3 separate regions of the Mus musculus genome follow, and all the other regions are linked to region 1. A link is a contact called in public Hi-C data. All regions are on one chromosome and are shown on one strand. The core of a region is the stretch at or near the end of the contact, and the rest is flanking DNA. Distances in the headings are between cores, read along the strand shown.

The links. Hi-C and Micro-C count contacts between places; a contact is called where the count stands out from the background.
Region 2: a contact with region 1 is called in a Hi-C map of uterus, with 4 times the contacts expected there. The contact joins two enhancer-like sites. A contact is called at or near these places in 2 of 39 promoter capture datasets (3T3-L1-derived adipocytes and neutrophils), 3 of 484 Hi-C or Micro-C datasets (3T3-L1-derived adipocytes, the HPC-7 cell line and uterus) and 1 of 115 datasets of contacts at active chromatin or transcription factors (memory CD8 T cells).
Region 3: a contact with region 1 is called in a Hi-C map of stem cell-derived neural stem cells, with 1.9 times the contacts expected there. The contact joins two enhancer-like sites. A contact is called at or near these places in 4 of 39 promoter capture datasets (3T3-L1-derived adipocytes, the HPC-7 cell line, HPC-7-derived erythroid cells and 1 more), 4 of 484 Hi-C or Micro-C datasets (3T3-L1-derived adipocytes, the HPC-7 cell line, frontal cortex and 1 more) and 1 of 115 datasets of contacts at active chromatin or transcription factors (pancreatic cancer cells).

What each region holds. Positions count from the first base shown.
Region 1 is chr11:74,636,697-74,641,510 of GRCm38.p6, reverse strand. Ccdc92b (coiled-coil domain containing 92B) reads right to left here. Exons shown (of 4, transcript NM_001013784.1): 4 at 1-3,553. The coding sequence ends at 2,940. Among named protein-coding and RNA genes, the nearest start is that of Cluh, 10 kb to the left of the region's middle. Within about 2 kb of position 3,385, at least 322 of the 459 cell types and tissues checked have an H3K27ac peak or open chromatin away from gene starts, as enhancers often do. A contact at or near this core is called in stem cell-derived neural stem cells and uterus, where this site is marked.
Region 2 is chr11:74,411,945-74,416,676 of GRCm38.p6, reverse strand. It overlaps Rap1gap2 (RAP1 GTPase activating protein 2), which reads left to right. Exons shown (of 25, transcript NM_001015046.3): 12 at 345-445; 13 at 2,157-2,286; 14 at 4,225-4,380. Among named protein-coding and RNA genes, the nearest start is that of Olfr412, 50 kb to the right of the region's middle. Within about 2 kb of position 2,311, at least 23 of the 459 cell types and tissues checked have an H3K27ac peak or open chromatin away from gene starts, as enhancers often do. A contact at or near this core is called in uterus, where this site is marked.
Region 3 is chr11:74,390,886-74,395,272 of GRCm38.p6, reverse strand. Rap1gap2 (RAP1 GTPase activating protein 2) reads left to right here. Exons shown (of 25, transcript NM_001015046.3): 20 at 1,791-1,904; 21 at 2,111-2,228; 22 at 2,927-3,053. Among named protein-coding and RNA genes, the nearest start is that of Olfr412, 28 kb to the right of the region's middle. Within about 2 kb of position 1,557, at least 25 of the 459 cell types and tissues checked have an H3K27ac peak or open chromatin away from gene starts, as enhancers often do. A contact at or near this core is called in stem cell-derived neural stem cells, where this site is marked.

The DNA of each region.
Region 1 (4,814 bases), core at 2,136-4,635:
TGGACTCCATGTTTTCCAAACATTTTATTAAGAATAAGGCATATGACAGTCACCCCTAAAGCACAGGGCTCTATTTCTGTAGGTGAGTGAATACACTCTGAAAAAGCATTGGATTAAAAAGCGCAGCCAACAGAGAATTTGGAGCAGGATCTGACTGCCCTGTATGTCTCCCACTCAAGGCTGGCACGTCAGTGTGAAAGGGTGCTCAGGAGACCCTGGCTCCCAAATGATAAGACGCTTCACACCCTCTGGCCTCCTTCCCTTCCACCTCCATCCAGGATGACTCTATCCTGCTGCTTGTATAGGGATGGGCTTCCCCATCTTGGCCCCAGAACTGGTCCCCCAGAGAACAGGTTGCCTTGGCGAGGATATAGTGATGAGGGTGCAGAACCTTGAGCTGCATTGCTCACTTGTCCCTGGGTGGCTTCTAGAATGTAGGACTCCATTGCAGTTCTTCCTTCCGGGTCTGTCTACACTTGCACTGTGGGACTCTCCCCTAAGAACCCTGAGTGTCCACGTGAACCTTCTCAGTCTCTCCCTGGGGATGTGTACAACCAAGAGAAACAGCCCTTTCCCTTCTTGGCCACCGAGTCATTCCTGGGCTGTGGCTGGGACTTTTCCTTCCAGTAGGTGGATTCCTATAGCCAATATCTAGGAAGGGAAGAGGTGGAAGTGAAGGGCAGGTCCTGTCCCAGGGCGAGAGCCTGAGGGAGTCCTCGCCTGTTGACCAATGAAGGGAATCTTTCATTATTTCCACAAGAGGGAAAGGGTATTCTGCTAACACCAGAATCCTGTGTCTGACCAGGCCTTTCTGTCACTCTCTCACTTGTGGAAGAGTTGCATTATCCAACTCCCACCCCAGGATCTCCACTGGTACCCAGATGCCCTTAGACCCTTTCATCTGGAAGCTCTTCAAACACCTCACAAACAGATATCATTATCTCCGCTGTCAGCCGAGGAACAGGATTTGGGAGGTACGACAGGGTCATTTGAGGAAAGGGAGGCAGAGTACTACTGTCTGATCCTGGGGATGGGGTTGGATAGAGCCAGCTGAACACCCTGGGTGCCCAGAAGAGAAAAGGAAGAGGGCTATTGCTATAGTTTAAGGGAAACTAGTTGGGGATAACTATGGCTTTTAGTGGGTGGATGGATAAGAAAAGAGCTCTCTCCCTAGAAAAGTCAACCTAACAAAGTCACCCTGTTCACCCCAAAAATATGGTTTGCAAGAGATGTAGGTCTGTGCAGGTGACCCAAGAAGGAAGCTTTCCTTTCCTATTGTCCTTCAGGCACCTCCAAGGGAGCAGGAGTCCCTCACACAGGCAGGTTCCCGGTGGACAGAGCAGGGAGTGACAGGTGGGACAGGTATTGCAGCTGGGCTGAAGGGGTAGAGGTTGGAGCCCTAGTAGGGACCCCAGGGGATCTGCTTCTACCATCCAGCTCTCAAAAGCTAGACAGGTCAGCCCAGGCCTAGCTACTGCTCAATGGCCTCAGCTGCCCTTCAGGGGAGGGGTCTGTGTGCAGGATCAGGTTAGAGTGTGCTCACTGTCTTTTGCTTCCTGCCAAATTCCTGCTTCCTCTTACAAAGTGGAGGACATGAGTCAGGATTTCTTTTTCTTCCCGGTGGCCATGACTGAAGAAGTCAGCTACAGAGACATACTGCTCACCTCAAGGCTTGGGTGACACACACAAATGTGGTACCTCAGCCAGGGCCAGGACCTGCTAGGGGTCCAGTGTCTGAGTGAAGAGAGGCAACTTCTCTCAGCAGCCCCAGGAAAGACCTCACAGGCACTTAGGACTCAAAGCAGGTCAAACCAAGAGTGGTGGAGTGGGGTTCTGGGGCTCTGATATGGGGCTCAATCATGAGCTGGACAGAAGCTTCCTGCCTTTGGTAGTGAGGGGAATTGGGAAGGGGAAGGGGTCACCATTCTGTTTACCACTCCCAACAGCAGAGGAGCACCCCATTATCAGCAGGTTCTACAGGCTTAGGGGCCTTTCCAGGGATGGGTACCACCAAGGACTAACCACTTTACTTTGTTCCCCAGAAAAATCAAGTTTCTATGAATAGCTGCCACTTCCAAGAAGCCGGGCTCTCCTTCCTGCCTCTGGGTGCAGCCAGCTGTTTGGAAAGCTGGGCAAGATTAGCACCTCTAACAGGACTGGGAAGTCTCTAAGGTGGCCTCAGGAACAGAAGGGTAAGAGGCCCTTCTACCCTTGCCAAGACAAATCTGTGCCCCAGCTTGCCTATCTCCAATCTCCTGCACCCCTGCATGACAAACCTGGGAAGAACCAATCAGGTCCTCTTCCACGACTGGCTTCAAGGGTCTAGCCTTGCTGTTCTCTGTAATCACTGCCACCAGGAACACCTCAGCTCTGAGAGGGCGTGACTTCTAAAATAGATTCTAAAGTGTTCCGTGCTCACCTTCAAGGACTTATCAGTGGGGTGGGGAGTAGCTACTTCTGAGTACGCGAGCCAGCTCCTAAGCTTGCCTCTCCCGAGCAAAAGGCTGGGCAGGGCTGGGGGGTGGGGGGTAGTGGGAGGTGGAGAAAGCAGGGAAGGGGAGCTTGAGGGCCTAGCAGTGCCAAGTGCCACCGTGTTCCTTCCAGTAGGCAGACTTAGACTTCTCCCGCCCTACAAGGGATTGTCAGCTTTCCAAGGACAGACAGGACTCCACTCCACCCCCCGCAGGGGAGTGGGGACACACACACACACAGATTAGGGTCATTACTGCCAGTCCACCACAAAAAAGGTGCATTGCTTTGGCGTTCCCTCTGCAAAGGAGCTCCCTCTCCGGAGAAGACAATTCATCTCTGGAAACACACAAGCGGGGGCGGCTCTAGTGAGTGGCCGAGCTGGGGCGGATCGGCCGGCTGGACTCCGCCCCATCCCTGATCCAGCCTGGCCCGGCCTGCTTTCCCTGTTGCCAAGGCCTGCCCAGCGCCTACTCAGGATCCCCTGGGGCGCTGGGCGTGGCGACTGCGCTCTCGCTGGGCCCAGGGTGCGGGTCGCCTTGGTACAGGGGCTCCTGGTGTGGCACGGGGTGCGGGGCATCTTGGTCCGGCATCTCCTGGCGTAGCAGAGGGCGAGGACCACGGGCGCCGGGCCGCGGCGGCCTCCGTGGGTAGAGAAAGAGCGCGGGGTCCGGCATGGGATCGGCGTCTTCCCAGGTCGCCCAGTCCCGGCTCGGACCCTTGGCAGCCGCCTCCGGAGGGCGGCGGGCCCGTTGTGCACGCCGGCGGACCCGGGGCTCCGCGGCCGCGGCGCCAGAGCGGGGGCCCTGCAGTCTCTGGCGCGCGGCGTGCAGCTGGCAGGAGAGGTAGGCGGCCGCTTCGGTGTGCTTCTGCAGCTCGGTGCCCAGCACCGTGGCGCGATGGCTGCGGCGCCGCAGCTCCTCCAGAAAGCGGCGCTCCTCCGAGCGCAGGCTGCAGCGCAGCGCGGACACCAGCGCCTCCCGCTGTGCCACCTCCCGCCGCAGCTCCTCGTTGGCCGCCGCCCGTGCCTCCAGCTGCGACTCTAGCGCGCGGCACTTGTCCTCCAGCTCTCGGGACGCCTCTTCTGTGGAGAAGGGAAAAATAAGGCGATGGTGCTCTCAAAGGCGTGAAACATATCCCAGCTGGCCCAGAGGCCATTCCTGCTCTTCCGCCTCAAACATTCATATGTTTTCATGAAGCATACGGCGCAGCGTAGTAAATAATCATAAACAAATGTCAGGTCTCCAGTGTGACATGTGTCAGAAAGACAAATTAATATTCTGATTCTAAGGGTGGAGGTGATGCCATCAGCGAAGGCTTCAGGGCAAGAGGGGCTTGAGAGCTAGGATGAACAGACCCTCCACTGGAGAAGGGTACTCCTGGAGGGAGAGCGGCTTGTGCAAAAGCCTTGTGATCGGAAGACATGGTAACAGCAGGGGCTGAGTAGCAGAAGGTGTGCTCAGGAGGTAGTGGGTGGCTGTGCTCTTTCCTCCACAAAGCACAGATGCCATTTTGGGAGTTTTTTTGCTGACCGGTCTAACCCAGAACCTCTGGAATTGGTCCTAGAAATGGCACTGCTGAGGCATCCCTAGGTGATCATGCAGAATCAGAGATGAGGACCCCTCCCCTTCTGAACTTTACTCCCCATCTATACCCTGGGATTTCAGAGGCAAAGGGGAATATGTTCCTTATACAGCAGTGGCTTGAGCTCTGGTGACCCCAAAAACCTTTCCAGAGGAAAGCTAGTATTAAGTCATGTACCTCCTTGTGAGTGTGTGCCCCCTTCCTTCAAGCACAGAGACACCAAGAAGTGTCCCATGAGTGCTATATGAAGAAGCAGGCAGAATCCATTCAAGTCTAAGAGTTCCCATGTACCCTAGCTTATCTTCAGCTTCACGAAGCAATCTATAGGATTTACAACATTTTAGCTTAGGGATTCTTTAATCCCAGCACTTGGGAGGCAGAGGCAGGCGGATTTCTGAGTTCGAGGCCAGCCTGGTCTACAGAGTGAGTTCCAGGACAGCCAGGGCTACACAGAGAAACTTTGTCTCGAAAAAACCAAAACCAAAAAAAAAAAAAAAAAAAAAAAAGAAGCCGGGCATGGTGGCGCACGCCTTTAATCCCAGCACTCGGGAGGCAGAGGCAGGCGGATTTCTGAGTTCGAGGCCAGCCTGGTCTACAGAGTGAGTTCCAGGACAGCCAGAGCTATACAGAGAAACCCTGTCTCAAAAAAAAAAAACAAAAACAAAAAACAAAAAAAAAAAAAAGAAAAAAATTCACAGCCTTCCTTGCTCTTGATGTGTAAGAACCTTAACACATCGGTATGTTTTTCCCTCCCTCCCTCC
Region 2 (4,732 bases), core at 1,062-3,561, 220 kb after region 1:
TAAAGGATCGTGCTACCAGCTGAGCCCTACTTTAGAGTTTTGAGAGTTCTTTCTAGAGCCCTTTTGGAAGCCCGTGATTGGTTGTTCACTTTGGGTCATGATTTTGGTGTCAAGTCTAAGAGCTCTTTGCTCTGACCTCTGCTGGACTCCAAGGCCTCCTTACTCGGGGCCAGCACCCAGCCCTGCAGAGTCCTCCTCCATTAACCCATCCTCTACCTTAGGACAGTTACAGCAAATGTACTAGACAAGAATGAAAGGAGAAAGGGACCTGGAGTGTGGACAACCCTTCCACTCCACACTCAGCCGACTCTTCTCATTCCTTCTCTGGCCTGTGTTTCTTCCAGACCCTGGAGGAGGAGCTATTTGGGAATAATGAGGAGAGCCCAGCTTTCAAGGAGTTTTTGGATCTCCTGGGAGACACCATCACACTGCAGGATTTCAAAGGGTGAGTTCTGTCAAGGGCCCACAACATATACGGTTGAGGGCCTTGGTGGGGGTGAGGGGGCATTCTGTCCTAGGGGAACTCTGGGACATTTTCATCTTCTGATCCCTTGCTCATGTACCTGCCTGAATTCCTGAAGACTCAGTGGTCCTAGGAATAACCCAGAGTGACAGGTTGGCTGAAAGGCAGTGGCCTCAGCAGCGTGATGAGCTCGCTCCTGCTGCGGTTTGTCTTTCTAATTACGTTCAGCTCAGACTGGCAGCAACACGAATCCACCTTCCCTACCACTCACCTGGCAGGCGGAAGAGAACCCTGGGCCGTTTGGAAGGAAACGACCCGATTTGGACAGCGCTCAAAGAACAGATAATTAAGACTTCACGCAAACATAATAACCCTCTTGGCAGAAATCCACACAACCGTGTATGGTCATTAAATGGACAGAAAGCTAGAATATTGGGACTATTGTTTGGAAGTCTCTGGTTTTGATTTTCCTAAGGAAAGGCAACATTTCAGAATATTTTAGTTGCTGGCATATGGCTGAGAGTCCTAAGACAGCCCCTGCCCAGGAGCCAAAACCAGCACCTAACATCTTGTGTAAAAACACTTAGTCCAGTTGCAGTAGGCGTTCAAATAATTACTGTCTTCCTTAGCTTCCTTCTCCCTTTTTTTCTACCTCTTCGCTCCATGTTTTCCTTAGTTTTGAAGTCACTACTGTTGCTGGAGTCAGTCTACAACAGGCTTAGAGTCCCACCTCGCCACAAGCCCTAAGATGTCGGGCCGGTGACTTTACCTGGAGAAGATCCCAGTTCCTTATCTATAAGAAAGTGAGATAAATATAACACTATAGCACCTCCAAGGTCACGGGGAATTAGAATAGATAGTGCAGACAAAGCAGGGTTGGAAGCTGAGTGCCTGGCTGCGTCCTTTTGGCCCTTTGGGTCTGAGATGCATCTGGGTTTGTTGTTTTTTTCCCCTCCCAGTTGCTGAAGACTGGTTCTAGGCTGGCAGCCACATCTCTGTGAAGGGGGAAGGGCTGGCTCCTGGAAGGCCATCAGTTCCTCCCTAACTTCTCCTTCCTGCCTGGGATGATACAAACATGGAGGGGTTTGGTCTCTACAGGAGCTGGCTGCTTAAAGCCAGTCATCTGTCCCTTCTTCTGTGGTCTCCCAGTCTCCTGTGGGTTCACCCACATCCAGTGGAGTGACTCTCTGCCCTGGCTCTTAACCGATGACTTGGACAGAACAAAGGCTCAGCCTTGGGAGCTTTGGGAAGCTAGGCCAAGTGTTTGTGTGGGGTTGTGAATGGATGGTCATCCCACTTGAACCACCCCATGGAGGATGCATAACAAAGTCTTGAAGTTGAGGCTCTGTTTGTTGTCTTAATTTACTAGTTAGTTAATTTGGTTGTGTTGTAAGACAAAGTCTTACTCTGTAGCCCAGGCTGACCTCATACTCAGGATCATCTTGTTTTGATCTCCAAAGTGCTAGGCTTACCAACATGAGGCCACAAGGCTGGACTTTGTCTTTCATATGGATGACAGATGGTGGAACACTGGGCTAGGCTGTTCAAAAGAACAGATCTCCACACCTCCCTGTCTTATACCCTTGTTGGCCCTCAGCTCATCTCTTCTCACCCACCTATCTGCTATTCATCCATAGTGTCACCAAGATGCCACCCCACCTCACTCCTTCCCTCCTGCTCTGTTTTATGCCAGTTTCCGAGGAGGCCTGGATGTGACCCACGGACAGACAGGGGTGGAGTCGGTGTACACCACTTTCCGGGACCGGGAGATCATGTTCCATGTGTCTACCAAGCTGCCCTTTACGGATGGTGACACCCAGCAGGTAACCAGCACAGGAAGGCAGGGTCAAGCTACAGGTCCCTCCCAGTTGCCAGATATGGACATCACACCCGGTTAAAACACTTCCTCGAGGCTCAGTGGGACAGTACTTGACTAGCAGGCAGGAGGCCCTGGGCTCTATCTCTAGTATCAACGCCAAGAACTTCCCCTGGGAAGTCAATGAAGGGTCAAGCTGGGGGCAAAGCAAATAAGGTTGATAAGGCTGCATAGCAGATCTGTAGATGGGAGCTGGAAGCCGGTAGAACAAGCTGAGTGCTTTACTCTCAGCAACTTAGTGGCTTCAGAATGTGGCTTTTGAGTAGTGTCTGTGTCACTGCTGTGATATTCTCTAGGTTTCCGAACAGTGGGCTCCTGAGAGATCTACACCTGGCATGTGCCTGCTTCTTGTGGAACCTCTGTCCCCTATCCTGGCCCTTCAGCCCTTCTGGGTCTTTGCTGCCCTATGACTGTGAAGCTTGCATGAGTAGCCTCTCAGCCTCATTGCCTGTCCCTAACCTGTGGCTCCAGCATTAGCCAACCTTCTCCAGGCTTGCTGCTTTGAGCTGCACATCCCTGGGGTGGGTCTGGCTTTGGCAACTGATCCTGATTGTTGTGACAGCAGTGACCCCATCCTGCTTCTTTCCTCCTTCCTATCTCAGGGAACACGGGAGGGCCTCTTGACCTGTTTGTTTCTGCCTAGGAGCAGGGATGTGAAATCATAAACAATGTTCATGGCTCCTTGGGAGTAAAAGAAATTGGCAAGCGAATTATGATTTGGCTCCCAAATAACTGGATGTTCCAGAAACAAATGGCTGTGAGATTTGTTGTGTAGCCAGAGTGGGTTTTCCCTGGTGATTTCATCTTTGGTCCCTGTTTTTTTTGTTTTTGTTTTTGTTTTTTTGCAGTCCCTCTCACAGCAGGTCTCCGAGGCTTCTTACCTCAGGGTCATCTCGCCCTGGCATGTGCTACAGAGCTTGACTCTTGGCAGGGACCAAATTAATGATAGTTCTTTCATTCTTTTTGTGAAATGGGAACTCAGGTGTGTGTGTGTGTGTGTGTGTGTGTGTGTGTGTGTGTGTGTGTGTGTGTGTGTGTGCTTGTATGTAACAAGTGAGGTTGTTTGCATAAAAGCCTCCAGTACCGAGTTCAGAGATTAATAGATACCCTGTAAATGAGAAAATCAATTAGAAAGGGCTGAGCACAAGTCCTGCTTTCAGGATACGTTTAATAAAGGACCAAACACACAGGCAGGATCTGGCGTGCAGGAAGACATTGATATTGGTAATCATCTGTATGAATAGCAGTTCACACTTCATGGCACACAGTAGGGGCTTGTGACCTAGAGCGCATGGCAAAGCGCCCGGCACTGCCGGTCCATCGGTTCTCCTCTAGCTTGCTGACCTGCGCTGCTCTCTGTCCTCACCTCTGGTGAAATGATCTGCCTCCTCTGTGTACATCTTCTGACCACCCTGCCTGTGTTTTCAGGACGCCTTTGTGGGTAACTGTTGAGCCCTCTGCTGTGTTGCCACTGCTTCTGCTCCTAAAGCTGTCACCTGCCAGGGAGCAACTGACATAGCCACGGCTGACAGACTGCTTAGTGGGTTTTTTAGGTGACTTCTCCTGTGGTTGCCTTTCTTCTGGATCAGTTATGGTTGTCTCAGGGACAGACCTCCATTCTCTCCAGGGTTCCGAGTCCAGGCTCTGTACACTGTTGTTTATAGCACTCAGGCCAGCTGTTACCTAACAACATGGCTGTCTTTCTCAATTCTCCTTTTGGTAATTCCCACAGACTGAGAGAAACAGCTCCCCAAAGAGTTAGCCTTAGAATTCAGGGTTTATGGACAGTGGGATAAAGAGGAATTTGCTGTTGAGCTCTCTCCTGTTTTGTTAACTCTCGTAACTAGGAGGTATTTTCTGTACCAATGAGGCACTTTCTGTTTAGCTGCAGAGAAAGCGGCATATTGGGAATGATATCGTGGCCATCATCTTTCAAGAAGAAAATACACCGTTTGTCCCAGATATGATCGCATCAAACTTCTTACATGCCTACATTGTCGTTCAGGCTGATAACCCCGGCACAGAGACCCCATCCTACAAGGTAAGGAAAAAGCCTCCATTGGGGTAGTCATGGGCCCATGTACATTCCTAGGGTTGGAGGGCTCAGTGACAGCAAGAGACACCAGTTCATTACCAGTATTGCAGTCCCCATGGTTGGCCCAGCTTCTGGGATTTGGAGCCTGGCTCTGGGTGGAGAGTGCCCTCTGAGGTCTCCATCTGCTGCTGGTAGCTTTTCAGCTTCTCATACAACAGTGAAGAAGCCCTGAGCACTGGCCACTGTGATAGCATTAGCTAGAGTAAGCCAAAGGAGGAAGAGGGGAGGAGGAGGGGGAAAGGGAAGAGGACGGGAGGAGGAGGATAAAATCAGGAGGGGAGGAGGAGGGAAGAAGTAG
Region 3 (4,387 bases), core at 308-2,807, 240 kb after region 1:
ATAAAAAGCCAGGTGTGGTGACAGGAGAGTCCCTGGGGCTTTCTGGTTAATCAGTGAGTTCAAGGGTCAGTGAGGGATTGCCTTAGAAAATGAGGAGGAAAGCTGTGGCGGGCACACCTCGTGGTGACTTCTGACCTCCATAGGCACAGGCAGTTGAAAGCACTGTGCACACATGCATAGGCCTTCCCCCCCACTCCACACCTACACACACACACACACACACACACACACACAGAGTTTATATAGGTCATCGACACCTCTAGGGTGCCTGTGATTGCAAAGGTAGATAGCACGTGTTATGGAGGATGCGGAGATACTGGCACATTTGTACATTGCTGGTGGGGATGTGAGATAGTGCATCTGCTCTGAAACCAGTGTGGCAGCCCTCCAAGGGCTAAACATAGAGTTCCCATCAGACCCCGCAATCCCACCCGTTGGTATGTACGTACGAGACCATGAGAATTGAAAGCAGTTGCCCACAACACCAACACATATTTATTAATTGTAGCATTATTCACGGTAGCTCGTAGTGGGAACAATCGAAGGGCCTGTCATCCGATGACTAGATAAGCAAGATGAGCTGAGTATACCCACAAAATGTACAAATAACAAGCACTGAGATGCCGATGCAGGCTACAGCCCAGGGAAGACTTTGAAAGTGTTAAGGTAGTGGAATCCAGATGCGAAGACCATGTATGCTGTCAAGTCCCATTTCTGTGGAATGTCCAGACTAGGCAGAGTTCATAGAGACAGAAATAAATAGGTTAGGGGTGGGGGTGGGGGTGGGCAGTGATTGCAGATGAGCCAGAGTCTTTTTTTTAAAAGGCCTTAAAATGTTCTAAAATTAGACTGTGGCAATGGCTGCACAATTCCATGAACACTTAAAAAATGTGACATGTACATTATGCCTCATTAATGCTGCTATTACAAGAAGTGCACGGAAGGGCTGGCGAGAGGGCTCAGCAGTTAAGAGCACTGGCTGCTCTTGCAGAGGACAGTGGTTCAGTTCCTAGCATCCACACAGAGGCTCACAACCATGTGTAATTCTAGTTCCAGGGGATCCAGTGCTGGCTACAGACCCATGAGTACACTGTGGTGCACATACACACACGCAGGCGAACACACATAGACAATAAATAAGTACACAAACAAGGCTTAAAGAGAAAAAGAGATCAGTGGTCCTGGGGCTCAGAAATACTAATGAAGAAACAAGCGAATTGAGGACAGAGCTGTCCTGGTCCTGGTACAGGGTAAATTGTGATCTTTGCTGAATGGCAGGAGAAGGAAGCTTTTGGATCCTTGGGCTTAGGGAATCCCTTCACTTCCCAGCACCCAGGGATGCTTGTCATATGTAGGATCTTCTCAAGGGTCATTACAGCATGTGTCCCCCCTCCCCCCCTCCCCCCCCCTCCTACCCAGTCCCTCTCAGGAATCCAAGGGTACTGCATTGATTTCTGAATGGCCCCGCTCAGTTCACTATGGGACCGGCTCTCCATTCATAGCTCTGCCCGGGGGGGATGGGCAGCATGGGAGAGGGATAGACTTGGCTGGAGGCCATCAGGAGCTCTGTTTGGTGGCCTTGGACTGTCACCATGAATTCAAATTGGCCTTTGTTGTAGGGAGCAGAAACCTCTGCTGTCTTATGTAATCTCAGAGGCTCAGGTCTGGAGGGAAGAGGCGGCTACCCTCTGTGTACTGGCCCCCGCAGCCTGAGCTCTGACTGAGGCCAAGGGTGGACAAGGGCAGGCTCCTGGCCTCCAGCTTCACTTCTCTTTATTCTCCTTCCCCAGTGACAGTGCCTCCAGCACCCCCAAAACCCCAGATGGCGGACACTCTTCTCAGGAGATAAAGTCTGAGACCTCGTCAAATCCCAGCTCTCCAGAAATTTGTCCCAACAAAGAGAAGTAAGGGAGTTGGGTTTTGGGAAAGGCAGGCTGGCGGGGGGGGGGGGCAGGTGGGGTGGGGTGGGGTGGGGTGGCAGTTCTTGACTTTGGAAGTCTCTGGAACACAAAGACCACCAAGCAGAGGCTGGGGGAGCTGTCTTGGGCAAGCGCAGTTTTCTGGTGGACCTGCCTCTCTCTCCATCTGCCTTGCCTCCAATTCTCTGCAGGCCCTTCATCAAGTTGAAGGAGAATGGCCGTGCCAACATCTCCCGCTCCTCCTCCAGCACCAGCAGCTTCAGCAGCACAGCAGGGGAGGGCGAGGCCATGGAGGAGTGTGACAGTGGGGTAAGCGAGTCTCAGTCAACCAGAGAACAGCACTCTGAGGCTGTCTTAGTCAGGGTTTCTATTCCTGCACAAACATCAGGACCAAGAAGCAAGTTGGGGAGGAAAGGGTTTATTCAGCTTACACTTTCCGCATTGCTGTTCATCACCAAAGGAAGTCAGGACTGGAACTCAAGCAGGTCAGGAAGCAGGAGCTGATACAGAGGCCACAGAAGGATTTTACTTACCTGCTTGCTTCCCCTGGCTTGCTCAGCTTGTTTTCTTATAGAACCCAAGGCTACCATCCCAGGGATGGCACCACCCACAAGGGGCCCTCCCACCCTTGATCACTAATGAGAAAATGCCACACAAAACACCCAGTACAGGGGCCTAGCTGGTCATACTCTGCTTTAAAAGAATACCATGGAGAAGGAGTGGCCTCTGCAGCTGTTGCTACCAAGAAGAGCACTGAGTCTCAGCAGAGAGCAGTGAGTCTCAGCAGAGAGCAGTGAGTCTCAGCAGAATGCTTGAGAGCTGTGGTGGAGGTTGCTTATGCCAGGGGGACACCAACTCGAAAGGAAAGAGGTCAGGGAAAGGCTGAAGTCATGGCTGATGCAGAAGAGCCGTAGAGGTTGGAGGCAGTGGCTTTCGTGATCCATCTCAAGACAGCTGTAGGGCTGCTGGGTATACACTGGCCATGCTCACCCAGTTTCTCTCCTCAGAGCAGCCAGCCATCCACAACCTCGCCCTTCAAGCAGGAGGTGTTTGCCTACAGCCCATCCCCGAGCAGCGAGAGCCCCAGCCTGGGGGCTGCCGCCACGCCCATCATCATGAGCCGGAGTCCCACAGGTCAGTAGCATGTGAGGATCTGCGTGATGTAGTTAGAAGGGCAGAGCTGTGTCCTGACTGCAGTCCTAAGGGCATGTTCCCCAGGCACGCTTGATGGGCCAACTTCTCCTTTTCTAAGCTGTCAGGCCCGTTACCTCCACTAGGGTACCCCATCTTCCTATCATCTTCTTATCTTCGTATATATGGGGAGACAGAGGCTCAGAGGATTGAATGATTTCATGTTGATCCCACGGTAGAGAAGTTAAGAAGGCTGTACACTCTACTGACTTCTTGCTCTACCCTGTTACCACCGAGGGCCAGTGCTACCACAGCAGTGATTCTGAGCACCCGACAGTGAGAGGAAATGGCAGTGGAGGGGGCTGGAGGAATGAGAGACTGTGTTCTGTGTGTGTGTGTGTGAGGTTTAGGGCAGTGGGGTCATGGAGATGGAGAGGTGAGAAAGGACAGGGGTTATGGGGACCATGACTGGCCTGCCAGGAGGCCTGGGGAGGACTCGGGCATTGTTGGTAAATGCCACGGAAGGTTCTGGAAGAGCTGCCTGGCACTGAGGAAGACCATTTGGCAGCTGCATGCTGAGTATAGAAAGAATCGGTGGAAGCTGGGGAGGAGGCACCTGCAGAGGCACAGTGGGCACCTAGGGGAGGCAGGGTCATGGCAGAGCGTGCTCTGGTATAGAGCTTACTGGTTTGATAGTGCAGGCTTAGGGAGAGTATAGGGGCCTGGGTCTCTACGGATACCTACAGGTGAGCTGAGTAGGAAGTACCAGGTTGGAGAAAAAGGAAATGGGTTGGCTCTCAGGGGCAATCTAGTACCCAATGTGACAGATTTTCACCCAGGTGGGCACTGTGGGGGAAGGGTGAGCTAGTCTCAGTGGGAGGCATTTGTAGGCAAGCAGTCTTAGGCTGTAAACAGACTGGAAGAGGAAGGGCAGTGGCTGGGTTTTGCACACACTGGTCAATCTCTTTTAAACACTTGTACTTCCATGCACTGTCAACATTCACACTCTTGACCAGAGGAGGCCCAAAGCTTTACCGTGATAGGGGAGGCTTTGCCATTTCTATGGTCTAAGGCATTGGGTCCTTGACATAGCTGTCTGGGTCCACAAAACACATTCTCTCAGGACTTTCAAGGCTCCCTATAAAGATTTGATGAGCATACACTATAAAAATCATACAACCATTAACCTAAATGTGTCTTGTGGGACTGGCCAGTTTTCAGCCAGGGGTAATCTCACTCCCCAAGGGACTTCGGCAATATCAACTGTTATTTTTGGTTTTTCCACAGTGGCTGGAGTGGGGGTGGTGATCTACTGGTCATCACGCGGTAGAGACCAA